Regions from separate parts of the Lactuca sativa genome. Here region 1 is linked to region 2. Evidence: chromatin contacts called from public Hi-C data. All regions are on one chromosome and are shown on one strand. The core of a region is the stretch at or near the end of the contact, and the rest is flanking DNA. Distances in the headings are between cores, read along the strand shown.

Evidence for each region. Hi-C and Micro-C count contacts between places; a contact is called where the count stands out from the background.
Region 1: a Hi-C map of leaf shows a contact between it and region 2, with 7 times the contacts expected there. The contact joins the promoter of LOC111911983 here to the promoter of LOC111876903 in region 2. A contact is called at or near these places in 3 of 4 Hi-C or Micro-C datasets (leaf and seed).

Annotation. Positions count from the first base shown.
Region 1 is chr9:226,524,594-226,529,273 of Lsat_Salinas_v11, reverse strand. It overlaps LOC111911983 (conserved oligomeric Golgi complex subunit 6), which reads left to right and starts at 2,829. Exons shown (of 11, transcript XM_023907747.3): 1 at 2,829-3,180; 2 at 3,267-3,319; 3 at 3,625-3,772; 4 at 3,859-3,966; 5 at 4,454-4,521; 6 at 4,604-4,680. The coding sequence starts at 2,959.
Region 2 is chr9:226,302,864-226,307,596 of Lsat_Salinas_v11, reverse strand. LOC111876903 (probable protein phosphatase 2C 34) reads left to right here and starts at 2,182. Exons shown (of 6, transcript XM_023873458.3): 1 at 2,182-2,458; 2 at 2,946-3,184; 3 at 3,421-3,729; 4 at 3,852-3,969; 5 at 4,064-4,287; 6 at 4,550-4,733. The coding sequence starts at 2,978. It overlaps LOC122196160 (secreted RxLR effector protein 161-like), which reads left to right. Exons shown (of 2, transcript XM_042898508.1): 2 at 213-239. The coding sequence ends at 239.

The DNA.
Region 1 (4,680 bases), core at 1,580-4,079, 220 kb before region 2:
ATGGGTCTAAGGCGCCAAGGCCGACCCATTATGTGATATGTGATACGTGTTAGCCATTCTGTAAAATTATGTGCTTTGTGATTATGTTTGCATGGAAGACCTTGGGGGGGGGGGGGGGGTTCCCGGGGCACTTAGGTGTAAGACCTTGGAGGGTTTCCTTGGCATCCTAGGTCAAAGACCTCGGTGGGGTTCCCGAGGCACTTAGGTATAAGACTTGGGAGGGTTTCCTTGGCATCCTAGGTCGAAGACCTCGGGGGGGGGGGGGGGGGGGGTTCTCGAGGCATTGGGCTAAGACCATGTGGGGGTTCCTATGGCACCCGGAGTAAGACCCTGGAGGGTTTCCAGGGCTTCCCTATATGTTGGCTTGCATGGTTTATATGTTTGTATAGCTGATTAGCATGTATTATATACTTTGTGCTTATATTTGGGTGTGCCCTGGGGAACTCACTAAGCTTTCAAGCTTACTGTTTGTAGATGTGTTTCAGGTACATCCGAGCCCAAGGGTAAGGGCAAGGCGTGATGGCGCGACGTGCACTTTATCTCTCTTTTATTACTACCTTTTTGGGACACTCTGATGTCTTAAACAAATTGTAATAAAGGAGGATTTGAAAACAATTGTGATGAAATTTATGGTTATTTCAAGTATGTTTATTAATTAAAAACGAAAATAAATTGTTGAAAATTTGGGTTGTTACATATCCGGTTGAAATAGGCTGAAGGGACTGCAAGCACCCATATATACTTGACTGATCCGGTTGAAAGAGACCAAAGGGGATTGCAAGCACCCATATATGTTTGGATGTATGTTTGTATGATATGAGGTATTTTGGGGGAACTCACTAAGCTTTGTGCTTAAAATTTCCAGTTCATGTTGCAGGTACTTCCAGTTCGAAAGAGAAGGGTCCGGCCTGATCACACCGCAACACCCTATGGTTTCCGCAGTTTGAGATTTTGGGAATTTGTACTCTGATAAAATGTTGTTATTATACACTTTTGACTATTTTATTATGACTATCGTATGTTTTGAATGAATTTAAAAACAAAATTTTATATGTATTTTTAGGATGTTACAGGATGATTTATTGAGTAATATTAAAGAGGTATGAATTGTATATTCAATAGATATTGTATGGACATGTATTTATACAAACTTTACAATTTATGGGTGAGCAAAAACCACATCTAAAAATAATTGAAAAAAAAATGCCCACATTAGCCTGTCCCGTGATCAACGTGGAAGGTCAAACAAACATGTTTTTGATCTATGGATTGTCTAAATTAGCATATCATCTGTTAATTCAATAAAAATAAACATTATATTCCAATTTATCCCAACATCTTACGTATATGTAAGGTGTCATGGAGAAAAATAGATAAAATGAAGGGAATAAGACAATTGTGAAAAGTTTCATTTTTATTAAAAGGAAAATAACTTAAAAGGGTAACATTGTTATTGTTTTGTACACGTTTATTTAATTATTATTTATTTATTTATTTATTTATTTATTTTTGCAAAATACACTAGTTAACTTGTTGGTTTTATCCACATTACATCCTTACGACATGTTATTGTTGGTTTTCAGCCAAAAGATGGATTTTTCGGCTATTTTGGCATCTCCGGCGAGCCTCTAGACATCTTATTTAACTCTATATGATTCTAGGCGATCTTCAAGGTGTCGGATTACCTAATCAAAACAACACAATACACCCATCACTCTTAGCTCCACCATCTACTCCGATATCCTTCTCAAAATTTATACTTTATTCTATAGTCCAATCACCAAATTGTTTCCTCTCTACAAAGTGCAAACTATCTAAAAGGTCCTTTATCCACCATGTTTATATCTCCTATTGTCTTCTCCACCTTTACCACTGAATCATCAACAACTTCTCTCATACCACTGACAAAGCTAGCCCATCTGACCACCCCTTCCTTCCTTGATGTCCCTTACGCTCAATTCCTTTCATCTACTTTGAATTTCAAACGTGGAGATAACACGGATTAGATGACTTCAAAATGAGCCCCAATCAACATATCTCTCTACCCAAGAAGTCCGATGAATACTCTCCGGTTACCCATCTCAAGAACATTCAATGAAGGTCTTTCATTGTCTTTTCTAGAAAAAGGTTTCCGTCCTTAATGGAATCCTTCAACACCTTCTTAGTAGAACAAATCCCAAGACATGTATTTTTTCTACCCTGAAACATCTTCACAATTCTATTTGGATCAATCTTCATCCCCTCATTTCGGGGTGCGATTGAGTGTTTCAAAGTCGTCTGAAAATCCATATATATTGATCAATCTTTGCCGAAAAATCATATATCGTAGGAAAAGATTATCGAAGGCGTGCTGGAGATGCAAAGTCACTGAAAGTATCATCTTTTTGCCGCAACCTACAACAACAATTCATAAGGACAAAAATATCCACATTTTGCAAATAATACAACAGTGAACTTGTTGATATTGCAACAATAAATAAATAAACAAATTAACTTTTGCATTTTGTAAAAATAAAAAAAATAAAATAAAAACAATAATAACTAAACATTTACAAAACAAAAAAACAATATTAAATTTTTAATTTATTTTCCTTTTATTGAATTAGAAAAGAGATTGGAGATGCAAATTTAGACAATCTAAGATAAAAACCCTAAAACAGTTGAATGAAAACTAAAATACAAAACATTTTTTTGACATAAAATCTAAAAAAAAAAAAAAAAAGAAAAGAAAAAAAAAACCAAATTTGTAAATTAGTCCAATAATTTTCTTCAAGTTAGATGATGGGCCGAAAGAGCCCACACTCGACATGAATTTGTCGAGACCGTCGGAAAAAATCCGAACCGTTGCTCATTGCAGTTGCTATGTAGAAGAAATTGACTGAAACGTAACGTCGAGAGAATAAAATTGCAAAACAGATCAGAACAAATCGTAACTCAAGGAACAGCAGTCGGAGAGAAATGGGGACGACGACGGCACTGGCGCCGGGGCTGTCAAGAAAGCTGAAGAAGGTATTGGAAACTCGCACCGACAATCCAGATCTGCTGGCATCACTTAATACACTCTCCACTTTCTATAACGATAATACCGCTCCGGCTCGCCGTAACCTCCGATCAACTATCGAGAAACGTTCTCTCACCATTAACCATGACTTCCTCCTTGCTTCCGACGCCGCCCAGCAGGTTTGCGCATTACTTTCTGTTTCTCTATCAATCATGGAATCAATCGATCAATGTCATATGTTAATTCTTTTATTTTACGGTTTTAGGCTTTGGATCGGGTGGAGGAAGAGGTTAATTCCCTAGCTGAATGCTGTGACAAGTGAGATATTATATTCATCTTTCTGCTCTTCAAACAATTTTAAATCATTTCGATACCATCTCCTATCCTAAATTGAGCCACAGGTCGTTCAAAAAAATCTAAATTGAGCTATAATTCAATGATCAAACACACCACCTTGTAGTTTTAATTCTCGTGAAATCTAGATAAAATTGGAAAGAAGATCTGTTAAGAAATTAACAAGTACCCCTATAGTGCTGAATGCAACATCTTTCACAATTTAGTAGTCTTTGAAATAAACGAAATTCATCTTAAGGAAATAATAAATCGTGTTTTAAACCTTGCAGAATTGCTAAATCCTTGAATAACTGTAATGCTACTACTGGAGATATTATCACTACCACAGAAAGACTCAAACAGGAACTTGAAATCACTACTCAGAGGCAAGAGATTGCATCATGCTTCCTTCGAGATTATCAACTTTCCAGTGACGAGGTGATAGTTTTTCATGCTGATATATTCTGATTCAACTGTCACTGAATTGCAAACTGAGTAGAATGTGATTGTATTTACTTCTGTAGATAAATGCACTGAGGGAGGAAGAATTGAATGAGAACTTTTTCAAGGCATTGAGCCATGTACAAACCATCCATGGAAATTGCAAAGTCCTTCTCAGGACCCATCATCAGGTAACTCTTCTGCATAGCTCCCCCATAGACAGGGAGGCCTTCTTTGCTACTTGAAAAGATTTTTTTGGATGAATTATATATTCTGTATCAAATATGAAGGGTATATAGAGTGGGTGATTTGATCAAATAGTTTAGTTCTTATATATGAGAAGCAAAGTTTCCGTGCTATGATTATTTATTTTCTGCAGATATGCCAATAAAACTGGAACAAAGATTAAGGCCCTTAGTTGTTCAATGCAAATTATGCAAACTTATGCCTGAAACTGATAAGATATATGATAAACAGAGTCTGAGAAATGCTATTACTGTTGTTATCCTTTATGTTGAATCATTGATAAGACATGTTAAGCTACATAAGTCAGATTTAGATTATGAAATATTTGGACTCTTACAAATTCTTGATGCTTTTTGAGCTATTTCAAAGCTTCTTATCCCTACCTACCCTTTTGGTTGGTTATTTTCAATTCTCATTTTTTACTGTTGACAGCGTGCAGGTTTGGAGCTGATGGATATGATGGCTGTCTATCAAGAAGGTGCCTATGAACGCCTGTGCAGGTGAAACAATCAATAAATTCCCAAACTTTTTTGGTTATCTTCTTTTTGTTGACTGACTGTTTGACTTTTATTATTCATTCAGATGGGTTCAGACAGAGTGCAGGAGATTGGGGGACACTGATAATCCTGAAGTAAGTGAGCTTCTGAAAATGGCAGTTC
Region 2 (4,733 bases), core at 933-3,432:
AATCGGGATGTAATTAAAGTCCATTTAATTCTATAATGATGAGACACCCAATTCCCTCCTAATATATTGTTAGGAGTTAAATTCAATGTGGAAAGCTTATACTTATAGATTGGAACACATAAAGTATTCATCCTAGGTATGTGTTCGGTTCTGCAAGTTAGTCAGGTTGAAGTTTAACTTCTTAATAATTCCTTTGATAAATGTATGTGCAGATACATGGAAAGGAGTTACTTACGTGATTGTGAAGTGTAGTCGCATTTCAAGAGGTTGTGGACTTGACCTTGATACGATCATGAGAGGATTGGGACACACGGCTTATATAATAGTGTCAAGTTGTATTATGCTAGAAATTCAATAAACTAGTATGTATTTTACTTTCTGGTATTCAAATGGGTTGATGGGTTTAATTCTTAGAACACCCTGATTCTCGAGTATTTGCAAGTGTATGATACTAAGTGGAAATTCAATCGTTTTGATATTTTCATTATGTACTGGTTTGGTTTGTTTTGATAAGGTTATGTTTGTTCAAGGGTTACACTAAAATGGGGGAGGATTGTTGGTGATTTTAGGTTCACCATGTGATTTTAAGTAACTGAAACTAACATTTGAGCTAAGGGGCTTCATAATTGACTCTAATATATGTATGGAGTAGTGCAGAGTGCACGCTTGTATAAGATCGAATTAGAAGTCGGTTCGAAGACTAGTCAGGGGTCCGGGGGCAGCGCCCCCGAGTCCGTGGTTTCCAAAGGGGCAGCGCCTCTAGCGGGGTCCAAGGGGCAGAGCCCCTGGCTGGGGTCCCGCGGGGTCGAGGGGCAGCGCCCCAAAACCTCACCGAATTTTGCATGCGGGAACATAATGGAAAATTCAATTTCTTGAGGGTGACTATGGTAAAACTAATGAAACTCCTTACTTTCGGTAACCCTAATCCGGATTAACATTACTTGCTTTCAAAGCAACTAATGACGGCCCAACCATAATGAAACCCTAATCTTGTTTAATATATAAACGACTCTTCCTCTACAGAAGAGGGTTACGATCTTAAGCTCTAGTTTTTCATCACACATTCACAAAATCCTCTAGCATATTGGCTTACGTTTTCTGTGCCTTGAAACGTAAGTGTCCACTTGGATTATCCTAGGATGAATTTCTTGTAACCCAGACATAGTGTAGAAATATCAGTTCGAAAAGTGATATCACGATCTAAGTTGGTATCTAGATCTCCACCACACACCCTAATTTTTCCTAAAACAGACACACGGTATAAGAATGTATGTTTTTTCTGGATTGATTACATATTATTAATATAGCTAAATTATGGAGTTTGGCGTGGAATATCGAGGAACTTAAGTCATTAAACAAGAACATCAAGTACTCAAAGGTGTTGTATGTTTTTTTTTTCTAAAAAATCACTTCTCTCGATTTATTGTTGCGCGATGCAGTACTTTACCCTTTGTAGCTTTTTGTTTTTCAGAAGATTTCTGACTTAAAAACTGATGTGCGTGTGCTGCGTGGCGCAACACTTGACCCTCTGCTTCAAACATTTTCACACCTTACTTTAACTTATTTCAGAAGTCTGCAGATGTTAAAAAACAAATAGATTTTTTATTACATGTTGTAGCCGTTTGGTCTCCGTCTTGTACTAAATAAGGTTGCAAAGGTGGTCCATAGACTTCATACATTTTCGTTTCGAAAAAACAGAATGGTACCAAAGTTGTTACCGATTCTCATAATAAGTTATTTTTTCTGAGGAACAATCATAAACTCAAGTTGGTGTCGTGTTATTATTTTATGGATTGCATGTTACGATTATTTATATTGATAAATTTGTGTAAACTTATATTAAAATTAAATTTTGTATGTCGAATTTCATTGTTGGCAATCAAGATATTTTGTATTTAATTATTAAAACAAATCGCAGTCGTACCTCATTTGCATTATATATATTATATATGTTGATTCATAATAATAATAATAATTCAGTTTTTAAATACTCGACTTAATATTTTGTCATGTGGTTGATATGCACCGTCCTAATATTCTTATCTATTTGTTTTTTTTTTAAATCCATGCGATATTTGAGAAAAGATCTTTTAAACATACAAAAATATCAAGATTCACGATTACCGTAATATCAAAATTAAATATATAAAGAGAAGTATATTTAATATTGGATATTCAGTTGTTCCATACAAGTCAATAATGCGAATACAGTCTCTTATGACGCTTGTACAATCGTCAAAAAAACAAGGATAACGTATGGATTTATGTGCAGAAATAGTTTTTAAAAAGTTGTGTAGAGTATACATATACGATCACCGCTTTCTTTGTTTTCCTCTCCTCTCTAGAAACCCAAATGAATTATTATTATTATCTCCATCCGTTTTATTGTTATCTCAGATGCTCATGTCGGAATTCCCTCTTACTCCGGCCACTTGTTTATTTTTCCGATAAGAACAAGGTTTTTTCTACTCAATCTCTTCTCCTTTAATTTCTTTTTATATTCTTGGGTATTTTTTTTCTTAAGATGACATGTATTTGTTGAAGTCCATGTGGGATGATAAATACTATCTGCAAATTTTTTTGATACTTGTTAGTGGATGGGGATGGGTTGTTCGATTAGGAGAAGGGTCTTTTTCTGATTTCTCTTTTTGGGAAAAATTTATAGCTGGGTTTATGTTACTGCAAATGGAATAATGCAGTCACATTCACAGTTTCAGTTCTTGGAAAGAAGCTATCTTTCCAGATAGGATAAAAAGAAATGTGTATTTTTGAATATTCAAAGGTTCAATTTGTGTTAAAGATGACAAATTTATTCACTAATCAAACGACAGAATCTATGTGGATTGATGGAATTCCATGTCAAAAAGTTATATTCTCTGCTTTTTTATTCAGAATCTACATATATATTTACCCTCAAATATATAACTTTTATATTGTGGAAACAGGATTGTTGAGGATAGTGGATTAGATAGTAGCTATGGGGCGTTTCACATCCATGTTTAGTGGGCTAACAAGATCGTTTTCCACAACAAAGAAAGTGAAGAGTTCAGGGGATCACGGTGGAAAAGAGACATCAGAAACCATGGTAAAAGATGCAAAGAAGAAGGATTTGATCTTAAGATCTTCTGGCTGCATTAACGTCCATAATTTGGCTTCTGTTTGCTCCAGAAGAGGCGAAAAGGGGGTAAATCAAGATTGTTGCATCGTATGGGAGGTATATATATATATATATATATATATATATATATATATATATATATATATATATATATATATATATATATATATATATATATATATATATATATATATATATATATATATATATATATATATATTATTTATTATTTTTTTTTTCCAATCTTTATTATCGTAATTATCCATTGACTTAAAAACTTCATTTGTCACTCATGGGTGCAGGAATTTGGAGGACAGGAAGAAATGACGTTCTGTGGGATTTTCGATGGTCATGGTTCATGGGGACATTACGTTGCAAAAAGAGTATGTGAATCGATACCTTCAACATTGCTATGCAATTGGCAAGAAGAGATGATGCAAGTCGAAGCTTCACTTGACTTACAACCTGTTAAAGTTAAAAAGCTCGACAGATTCCATGTATGGAAGAATTCTTTCATAAGGACTTGTGCTTCTGTTGATCACGATCTACGAGAATGCCGTAAATTTGATTCTTTTCATAGTGGAACCACTGCTTTAGCTGTTGTTAAACAGGTAGGTTAGGTAGACTTGTTTTGTATTTATTGATCTCCTAACTAATAACCTTCAAAAAAGATCGACGAAACTTAATTACCAATTATATATTATTATTATTATTATTATTGTTTTGAATCCAGGGTGAACTTCTAGTGATAGCAAATGTTGGGGATTCACGTGCAGTACTGGCTACAACTAGCGATGATGGGTGCTTGGTACCAGTACAACTTACTGTTGATTTCAAGCCAAATCTACCTCGTAAGTATCTTTAGAGGCCCTTCACTTTAAAATTATCATATGCATTCATGTCATGGAGGATAATATGATAACTTATTCATTTACGTTTGTACAGATGAGGCTGAGCGAATAGTTGAATGCAAAGGACGGGTTTTTTGTTTAGAAGATGAGCCTGGTGTGCACCGGCTATGGTTACCAAATGAGGAGTCACCTGGTCTGGCTATGTCAAGAGCCTTTGGTGACTATTGTGTCAAAGATTTTGGACTTATATCTGTGCCTCAAGTAACAGAAAGACGTATAACTAGGAAAGACCAATTTATCGTGCTTGCTTCCGATGGGGTACTTATGATTATTTCAACTTACATACATATATACTATATTATACCGAACTATAGACCGAACTAGACACGATTGAACAAGAAAAACGATATCATCTTGTTACACCTTTTTAGATGGAAGAAAATATGTTAAGCTTTATCTATTTAACAATTGACAAGCCCAATGCTCATGTAATATATTAAGCCTTAGAGTGTAGAAATTGCTAGAGAAGATCTTAGAAAACTAATTGTCTATTTTATTTTTTGTGAATTAATTCGTGTAGGTGTGGGATGTAGTTTCGAATGAAGAAGCAGTGGAGATCGTGTCGTCTACCGTTGACAAGGCTAAATCGGCAAAACGATTGGTGGAGTTTGCGGGGCGAGCCTGGAAACGGAAGAGGAAAGGGTTTGCAAGCGATGATATCTCGGCTATTTGTCTCTTTTTTAATAATGGTTCACCTTCATCTC